Regions from separate parts of the Sus scrofa genome. Here region 2 is linked to region 1. A link is a contact called in public HiChIP or PLAC-seq data. All regions are on one chromosome and are shown on one strand. Each heading gives the region's core, a stretch centred on a gene start, on an enhancer-like site or on the middle of the called end of the contact. The rest is flanking DNA. Distances are from core to core; before and after follow the strand shown. Region 1 holds the start of POLR3E (DNA-directed RNA polymerase III subunit RPC5). Region 2 holds the start of IGSF6 (immunoglobulin superfamily member 6).

Region 1 (5,069 bases), core at 1,390-3,889:
CCTCCAATCCTCCCAGAAACAGCCAGAGTCGTCTTGCAGAAAAAGCAATCACATCATTTCTCTACTCAAAGCCCTTCAACTATCACATAGAATAAAATCCAAATTCCTTTCCGTGGCCTCAAGGTCTCATGTGAGGCTAAGCCCAAGTCTGCCCCAGGACCTTTGCACCTCGTCTATTTTCCTCCTTTCAAGGCTGACCTCTTTTCATTAGATACCATCACCCAGCCCCTCCAGGAGCAGAGAGGTTCTCCGACTATCCACCTTAAACAGCACCTCCGCCCTGTAACTGTTTCCAGTCACGACCACATTCAGGTTCTTATCACCATCTGGAAAAACCTAGTCTATTTGCTTCTGAGTTGTCTATCTTCTGCATTAGAATGTAAGCTCCATGACAGCCTCTCAGGGCTTCAACCACAAAAGTTGAAGCTGAGTTGATAGAGGGATTACTATCTTTTTAAAAAAATTCATGCTGATCTCCCAATATGTAGAACAGGACCTGGCATAAAATTATCACTCAATACAGTACACAAAACGCATACGTCAGGCAGCTACAGACCCTGTACCCAGTGAGTCTAGCTCAGCCCCACTGAGAGACTAGTGGCCTCATGGCTTGGGTCTCCTGGACACATGAGGATAGGGGTGTAGCCTGTCCTCCCAGGCCACCACAAGCTAAGCTTCCCTAGCAGGAGTGAGTGAACCCCTGGGCCTCCACAGGGTGACTTGTGGCCACAAGGGGACACTGTGGCTGTGGCTCCATGGTGCTGGGCACAGAAAACAGACCCCATCAGGGGTTTTGCTCGACAAATGGAAAGGGGACAAGAATGCCAGGTGAGCTAAGGAGGTGTTCAGAGCAGAGGAGCAGCCTGAAGGCCCCAGCCAGCTGCATCCATCTATGCTGTCCACCAAACTGAAAAGCAGAGGGGACTGCAAATAATCTCCAGCTCCTAGAGGGAGTGAGATAGGGTGAGGACAAGATGCTTCGGAGTTAAGGGGAAAGGCCCCTGGGCAAATAGTCTCAAGGTCCGGGTTCTTATTGGCTGTGTGCCCCTCCACACGTTCCCCCCCTCTTTGGGTCATCCCTTTCCACTTCCATTCAAGGGAAGGATAGCCTAGGGGCTAGAAGAATTACCTCTTAAAACTAGAGTCAGACCCTCCCTTCTCCAAGAACTTAAAATACATATTCCCATTTCTCTGCTCAATAGCCCTTTAAATCAAGATTTACCATCTCCAATTAAGAAAGCAGAAAACAAAGTTCAGAGTGTTAACTTACCCCAGGGTCACAGTGCTGGAGAACGGCAGAGCTAGGACACAAACCTAGGTCTAGCTGATGGCAAAAGATCCTTATTCTGGTTCTTAACTACTATGCTGCAGGCATCTTTAACAAAAAGCAGGATAGTACGGTGGGTAAGAGCATGGACTCTGAGGCAGAACTCTGTAAGTTCAAATCCCAGGTCTGCTGCTCGCTACCCTTGTCCCACCTGGAGCTGTTTGATCTTAGGACTGCTCGTTATTTTCATCCCTAAAATGGGGATAACAAAAGTACCGACCTCAGAGGACTGTGGTGAGGGTTAAATAAGGTATAAATGTAAGCCAAGGACAGGTTTGTTACAACTTGGCACATTTTCTTCCAATATAAAAGGGTAGGAGATCTAGCCAGGAATCAAAATGCTGTAAGCTGGGGCTTCTCCCGCCTTACCCTACTTAGTCCTCACCACAACCCTATGAGGTGGGGAATTCTGTTATCCCCATTTCACAGATAAAGAAATTGTGAAGCTTGCTAAGAGCTCTTTCTGCCCCCAAGCCCCAACGATTCTAAAGCTAACACAACAGAGCGACCTTGTTTATTTATTTACTGGTTTACTTGACGTGCTTACTGACACCTCTTCCGACCAAATGGTCAGGGCTGTATCAGCCGCCCGTAGTTGGTTTTCAATTAGCCCTGAGTGGTGGCTGGAATAAATGAATGAAGAAATCCGGGCCTGGCCGCGCGGAGGCTGCTCTGGTTCAGCAGCCAGGAGAGGGCCTGGGTATCCTCCCCCTGCCCATCAGGGCGGGCCGCCGGCCCCGAGCCACACTGTCCAATGGGTTTCGCCTCCCTCGCGGGTGGTCAGGCCCCCTTCTCACGCCCACCACGCAGCCATCGCTACGAGCCGCCACGCCGGCAGGTCACCGGCTGCCTTCGGACAGGTGCTCCCATAAGGAGGCCCGCCTGAGCCGGGCGGGGCAAGGCGGCTGGCCCCTGAGTCACCGCCGGCAGCCTCGGCCGCGGCCTCACCAACCACCGGGCCCAGCCGAGGTCGAAGCCCGCGGCCGGCCCAGGTCGACTGAGGCAGGTTGCCCGTCCTTCCCCCACCGAGTCCCGAGCGGCCCCCGGCCTCTGGGCACCGCGCGGCGCGGGCCTCCCGGCCTACTCCGCAGCCCAGCCCAGGCCCACCTCCTGAGTGCGGCCCGGCTCCAGCCCGGGCAGGCGCAGCCCACTCGGCACTCACCTCTCCGCGGGGCCCGCAGGCGGGCGGCTGCAACGGCCCAGGTACCCGCGGGCTGCAGAGGCGGCGGCGGCCCGGCTCTTCTCTCAGGCAGCGGCCATGTTGCCGGTGGAGAAACTCGGGCGGACACGTGGGGGGAGCAGGGCCAGCCCTCGCGCTTCCTTTTACCCACAATGCCCCGCCCCGGCGCACGCGGACCCGCCCCCCTCCGCCGCTCCATTCATGAGGTGAGCCAGCCCTTCCCGGCAGCAGGGGGCGCTGATGCTGGCGCAAAACAGCTGCAAACCGTCAAAAGATTGACCTTGGCAGCGGTGGGATTCGAACCCACGCCCCCGAAGAGACTGGAGCCTTAATCCAGCGCCTTAGACCGCTCGGCCACGCTACCCGGTTATGCAAAGTGCCTTCCAGAAAACTACTTCATACGTTTATGTGCATTTGCGTGTACGTTTCTTCTTCCGCTTAAGTGCTTTACTTCATCTTAATAGAACTATTTAGAATATACCAGGTACAGAAAATAAAATATTTCCTCTAATATTTAGACCAGTCTTGTTCCGAACCGATCTTAGAATGAAAAGCAGTTTAAGAATCTGTATTCTTAGTGGGCATTAAACCCGGAGACCCTAAATTAACCCACACGGAAGACATCATGGACTTCAGCAGTAACCTGCGCCAGGGGCTCCAAAAGCCAAACCAGGGGGATTTTCGAGTGGGCCGTTTTCTCTAAAAGCTCAGGTGTTTTCATTTTTAGTTACACAAGTTTTATGTGGGTTATTGCAAAATATTAAAATTTTTCAGACGAAGTACCAATGTTCTTTTACCTTTGTCCCCCATTGAAGTCCCTCCACTTAGTACACTGTGTATCCTTCTGGATCTTTTGCTGTGAATTTATATGGATATATACGGATATATTCATATGGATAGATATATCCATGGAGAGTGTTTCGTTTTTATCATTGTGGATTTTTACATGAATATAAATATTATTATACTATGATTATCTGCAGCTGACTTTTTTCACCCCACTATGTTTCTTAAATATCTATCCAGGTTGATACATATATAGATATTTAAAAATACAGAAAAAGCGCAAAGAAAAAACAATTATCCATACACCCACCACCTAACGTTGTGGCATTTCACTTTCAATTTTTTTCCTATGTATACTTTTTTCCCTACCTATATGCTTTTGTTATTAAAAGTACGAATATGTTGTCCTTTAAAAAATCCATTAAAAATATTAGACCATTACAAATAAAAATGGACTATTACAAATAAAAATAAAAGCCTCTTCCCAAATGTCATGAATTTGATGCGTATCCTTCCAGTCCACTTCTCATACTTTTCTATCCACCTGTCCACCCCTGTGTACATATACCCAGGAACAATATATACTATGATTTTTTGCTTTTCATTTATGTAAACCTTACTATATTGTACTTATATCATTCTGCCACTTGCTTTTCTACTCTAGTTATGTTTTTTCTATTTATTTTTGACAGATGTAGATCTAATTTATTCCATGCTATGAATATGGAATTTACGTTGTTTATATTAAGTTGTTAAATTCAAGTTTCTGGTAAATATCCAGTTGGCACACACCCTAATATTTGGGCAGTTCATATTCCTCCTTCTCTTCAGTTCCTCTTCAACCCTTTTTTTCCTCCCTTCATGTTAAGTATTGATATGCAAAGATTTCATTGTCCTGGGAGAGTTTGTTAAAGGAATCTTTTAAAAAATACAGAAAAAGCCATCTATCTAGACCAGAGCAGGCACAAAGAGCAGAGCAGGGATCAAAGCTAAATGAGGAATAGTCCTTGAGATCAAGGAAAACATTGATCCAGGCAGAATGTTATAGTATCAGGAGAGACTGTATTTGTTTTTCACTTGTGCGCTGGGTTTTCCAAAAGGAGGACAATTGGGGGAATCTCTGCCTGATCCCTCTTTTCCAGGAATTGCCTGACCAGCCCAGAGTCTATCCAAAGTCGGTCCCCAGGCAGCCACCTTTGTGCTCTGGTCCCTTCTTCCACACCATGTCCCAGGGGCTCAATGGTAAATATTGGACGGGGGTTGGGTCATTCAGATTCTCAATCTGAACTGAGACAAGATGAGTTCCTGATTTATTTTGACTGTGTTAAGGGTTGGAGTTAGTCTCTGAGATTGACTGGAACTAGGGAGAAAGTGGGAGTTGGGGTGGCCGTATTCTGTGAGATGGACTAGAGAAACAGAGGAAGCCAGTGTACGTAAAAAGAATGATAAAAATGAGAAGAAGAGCAGAGGATCATAGAGAAATCCTGATGGTGTTGTGGCTCCCATCTCAAGATTCTTCCCAGAGCCCAGGAGATTTCATGTTCTTCAGAGACATCCCTTTATCATGGTAATGAAGTCCTCTTTTCTGCTAAAGCTAAGGCTATTGGGTCAATTGGACCAAAGACCCTCAAAAAATAAAGTTTAAATTTAAAAAAAGAACATCAATTGCATGATAATGGCTCAAATACAGCTAAAGATATTTCTGCCAGAATATTCTGGAGCAATTCAGCTCTGTGCCTACCCAAACGTACTCAACCGAATGCTTAACAGAAGCCT
Region 2 (5,069 bases), core at 1,035-3,534, 210 kb before region 1:
GACGGATTATCTCCCAGGTACCCCAGCAGGAGGAGGACAGAGAGAGGAAGTCCACGCTTAGGAGGAATGAAGAACCCACACCTGAAAGGTTAATAAAGGGGAAGCAGAGATACAAACCCTACAGTTCCCGTCGTGGCGCAGCGGAAATGAATCCGACTAGGAACCATGAGGTTGTGGGTTCAATCCCTGGCTTCGCTCAGTAGGTTAAGGATCCAGCGTTGCCGTGAGCTATGGTGTAGGTCATAGACTTGGCTCGGATCTGATGTTGCTGTCGTGTAGGCGGCAGCTGTAGCTCCGAGTGGAGCCCTAGCCTGGGAATCTCCATATGCCGCGAGTGCGGCCCTAAAAAAAGAGAGAAAAAAAGAAATGCGAACCCTGGTTTAACTGGATCCAAAGCCCACAATTTCTCTGACAGTTTCAGGAATCACCCTCCTTTAGACTGACTGGGGAGCAAGGGTTAATGTGGTTGGAAAACTGCTCATTAAAGACTGCAAACCTGAAGCAGAGAGTAACAAAATTTCAAAGCGGGTTTTGGATAAACCCACGAAAATGCCACTCATGTTAAATTATGCAACAAATTAACTAGAGAGGTTTATCAGGCTGAAAATAAAAGCAGGCTAGCAAAGGATTTTAATTTATAAAAACATCATTCAGTGTGTTGTTCAAAGGCGCTCAATCCCACTTTCTAACTTTTCCGAACAATTTCACAAATGTGAAGCTCCAGAACTAGAGAGGGGTTAACACACTATAGTGGATGAATCAACCTAGTATTTCTTGGAAATACTAGGACACACACTGTGTTATATATAAATCTGGAGGTGCTTACAGATGCTCTGATGATGTAAACAATACACAATAATATTAAAAGTGTTACTAGGAGTTCCCATTGTGGCGCAGTGGTTAACGAATCCGACTAGGAACCATGAGGTTGCGGATTCGATCCCTGGCCTTGCTCAGTGGGTTAACGATCCGGTGTTGCCGTGAGCTGTGGTGTAGGTTGCAGACGCGGCTCGGATCCCGTGTTGCTGTGGCTCTGGCGTAGGCCGGTGGCTACAGCTCCAATTCGACCCCTAGCCTGGGAACCTCCATATGCCACAGGAAGCGGCCCTAGAAAAGGCTAAAGACAAAAAAAAATGTTACTAAATTCAGACTGAGGAGGATAGCTTTCAGTAAATGAGACAAATATATAATCAACAGGTGCCAAGAGTACAAACACTACAGTGGAAAGATTTTGCGTGCTTTTCGGTGGCCCAGCACCCCTCTTCCTAGAGGGAGGCACCGCCTGGGGAAGCAGCTTTCCCCGCCTTTCTTGCAGCTAAGGCACTGGAACATGACCTAAGTTCACACACAATCGCCTGAGACCTGGAAGGAAAAGCTAACAACCCCAAGTGGGGACTCGAGGTTTGTTCTCCAGGGAGGCGGAGCAGTGGTGTTAGACCAGGAGGCTGGGGCAGCGCTGAGCAGTACTGACAGGCTTTGGTCCATGCTGCAGCATCAAGTGCTTGGGGGCAGCAGTGTGCTCTTCAGATCAGGTGGGTTTTTTTGCTTTTTAGGGCCGCAACCAAGGCATCATAGAAGTCCCCAGGCTAGGGGCCGAACTGGAGCTACAGCTGCCAGCCTATGCCACAGCCACAGCCACACGGGATCCAAACCACATCTGTGACCTACACCACAGCTCACGGCAACACTGGATCGTTAACCCACTGAGGGAGGTCAGGGATCGAACCCGCATCCTCAGGGATACTGGTCAGATTCATTACCCCTGAGCCACAGCGGGAACCCCCCAGATAGGTTTTACAGCATGTCTAAGAGCAATTTTCTTGCCTGTAGACCCATACACGTGTCTCCAGTCTTCCCAATGACTCTCCAAGCTACCCCCAAATCCTTGCAATAAATTCCCTTTTTCAAGTCAGCCCACAACTGAACTAGCCTGGAAATGGACAGGACAAATTACCGGTGGAAGACTACTTCCTGGGAATAGGCACCACCTCTAAAACAAAAGCTCACTCGCCACATGGAACACTTTCGAGGATTTGCAAAACCCAAGAAAAAGGGACCCCATGAACATTCAGAAATGTGCTGGAGGCTTAAAAAAAAAAATCTCCATTTTAAATGGTGAAACTAGGTTACCAACAATTGTTACACAATTTCAAAAAGTTCCTGATTATGGTTCCTTAATAACAGTTCCTCTCTCCTCCTTCTTCCTTTCTAAAAAAAGCAGCAGCAGTGGCAGCCAAGGCTCTTTAAACACTCCCCCACCTCACACACTCACACTCACACACATTCACACACACACACACACACACACACACACACGCACACACACAGAGATGGCCACTGTGAACGGAGGCACCATCACTCTCGGTCTGGAAATCAGTCTGGTTCTATTGTGTGTCGGTAAGGTTCTCTTTCTTTCTCCTCCGTTTCATTTAAATCCATTGCTGTTGTTAGCCAGATTCATTTTTATTTCAAGCCCCTACGGATGAATTGTTAAATGTATGGCATTATGGAAATTGTCTAAGGTGATCAATTTCTTGTTTCCAGAGAAATGGGTCATAAAATAAGAGCTGAGAAAACGGTTCATGCTAACATTCAAAATCCCCTTTGCTGTGATGCTGCTTTTAGAGCAGGCAGATCTCTCTCCAGACAAAGGGCTGAAACATTCATACAGTCACGTTTGTCAGCAACAATTTAGTTCCCGTACCGGTAAAGTCACTCGACACGCTACCGAATTATTTTTAAAGATTGGTGTTTCAGAAAAGCTGAATTTCTATAAATTAGAGTACTTGCCATTTAAAAACAAAAAAAAATGGCTCCTTACTTGAAGAAAAATCTTCCCAAAATATACGGCTGCCTGTACCTGGCTTTTTCTCTCTGATAAAGAAAGTGTTTCCTATGTCACGGTGCTAATAATCTCATCTTAGGTCTAATAAATCTAATAAGCTCAAAGTTGCTCACAAAGTTTAGATCATAGGGTAGGGAAAGGAGAAAAATCCCTTCGAGTTATTTTTTTTCTCATCTGTACAGAAATATATTGAAATCTTCACAGTGGTGGAGAGGTGAAGGGACCACGGGTGATTTTTTTGCTTCTACTTTCAGTAATAGTCTTTTTTTCCTAGAAAGAAGATAATACATTTATAAACTATGTCAGTATGATTTTAAGGAAGAATCCTTAGCTCTTAAAGATGATATTCTGAACCATGTGCAGATAAAATATCTGGAATTTTCCCTAAAAGGACACGAGGTGAAGGAACAAGTAGGAAGAAGAGCTGAAACCCTGGGGTGCAGTCGGGGATGGCAGAGAAGGCACTGCGCTGGCCAACCACCGCCTTGTGTTCCAAATTTCCCTTAAAGGCTTCTTTTAGAAAGTGTCAAACATTTGTTTTCTAGATATTTTCTAGCTTGGTCTTCAAAAACAGTAACTTTTTTTATTCCCTCCACCAAGGAGATAAACAACCTTTTCAGAGGGTATTGTGTTTAGGGGAAGAAAAAAAAAAAATTCCTGCAGAACATGAGAGTTCTTAAAGAGAAATTGTCCGGAGCGGCTGTGGGGTGACATGTCCCCTGAGCTTCCCCTTTGCTCTGGGGCATTGCTTCACTGGAGTGGGGGAGGTGTCCCCACTCCCGTGCTCTCACAGGAAAACCACGGATGGCCTCTGGGTCTTCTCTGGGCTCTAAGGCACAGCAGTCAGAAAAGAGCAGAGACAGGAAAACTCCAAAGTTGCAAATATTGCGTTTACCCTGGAGCACACATTCTCGGAGAAGAGTGTTGAAAGGCAGCAGCTTCCCCTTTAAAAACTCTGTGACAGAGGATCTGAGGCGGGGACACTGCTGGGGAACGCTGTCGGTCGCATCCTGGCAGGCCCTCTCCCATTTCCCCGGTAGGTACTGAGCACCACACCTTGCTTGGAAAGTCTATCTCCACTTCTAAGGAGCCGAGTCTTCGAGGGAGCCGTGCGGTCGCATTTATCAGCTAAGCTAAGCTCCTGAAGATGTGAAAAGCCTGGTCTTCTCCAGGTGACTATCCTCTCATCTGGAGTCTATTGATCAGGTCGCTCAAAAGCACCCAGCTCTTCTCCAAATTGTACAAATACTAAAATGAAACCACGGCGAGAACAGATTGGCATCGCAAATGGCAGGAGTCTAGTTTTAATTTCTTCTGTTCTGGCTAGAGACCCATCAGAAAAATCCAGTGGAAACTTAAGCCTCAGACCACCTGAATGACTCTTCCGCTGTGTTTGCAGGAGCAAAGGACCAAGTCAGACAAAGAAGATCACGTGGAAACGTACAAGCAGGCAGAGTCATACCAAGAACCTACAAAAATCCCAATGGGTCTCAACCAGTACTATCTCCCATACAGCCTCCCTTGCCCCAGAAAGGATTGAGGGCAGGTCCTCCCATTTATAAACCCCTGAGCTTCACAGGCCTGGGATTAGGAGGCCCCCAGGCAGGGACCCCACCTGTGACACAGAAGCAGCATGATGTGCTGGAAGGAATGCTGGATGGGGGACCTGGCCCTCTCCACACCTTGGCTGAAACGTTCACGATTCTAAAACAGGCGTAGGATACTGTGGGAACAGGAGCCGTGGTGGCGGCAGAAATTGCTACCTTTTATTAAATACTTACCAAGACGTAGGTAAGTAAATACTTATGTGACAGCCTCGCTTCAACGTCCTGCTAAGCTCAGGATAAGCTCACAAGACTCTTCCCGTTTGGCTAATGAGGAGCCAGACCGGAGAGCTAGCAACTAGCAGAGCTGGGATCCAACTCAGGTGTGTGCCCATGAGCACGATACTCCTCGTCAAATACGATGAAAGCTACCGGACTACAAAGCAGTGGCCAAGAGCCGGGAAGAAATCCACTTTGCTGGGCCACAGCACGGCCCGCTCAGGAGGCCTCTGCTCTGTAACCAAAGACGCCGGAGGCTAAGCCAGGGCTGCATTTTCCCAGATGTGCATCTTGCCTTTTATAACATTTCCCACTGGGACGACTGGGCTCACAAAGGAACAATTGTGAATTGCCATGAATTCCTAGCAATCACAATGCCCACAAGGTGAAAAGAAAAAAAA

Evidence for each region. HiChIP or PLAC-seq counts read pairs in DNA pulled down with a chosen protein or histone mark.
Region 2: a contact with region 1 is called in an H3K27ac HiChIP or PLAC-seq map of alveolar macrophages. The contact joins the promoter of IGSF6 here to the promoter of POLR3E in region 1. A contact is called at or near these places in 1 of 5 promoter capture datasets (liver), 4 of 47 Hi-C or Micro-C datasets (alveolar macrophages, embryonic fibroblasts, epiblast stem cells and 1 more) and 1 of 2 datasets of contacts at active chromatin or transcription factors (alveolar macrophages).

The regions. Positions count from the first base shown.
Region 1 is chr3:23,877,992-23,883,060 of Sscrofa11.1, forward strand. POLR3E (DNA-directed RNA polymerase III subunit RPC5) reads right to left here and starts at 2,640. Exons shown (of 21, transcript XM_021086481.1): 1 at 2,490-2,640. TRNAL-AAG (a tRNA gene) reads right to left here and starts at 2,871; the gene lies at 2,790-2,871.
Region 2 is chr3:23,670,878-23,675,946 of Sscrofa11.1, forward strand. IGSF6 (immunoglobulin superfamily member 6) reads left to right here and starts at 2,285. Exons shown (of 6, transcript NM_001243387.1): 1 at 2,285-2,397. The coding sequence starts at 2,331. The region is part of intron 4 of METTL9 (methyltransferase like 9); the gene reads right to left.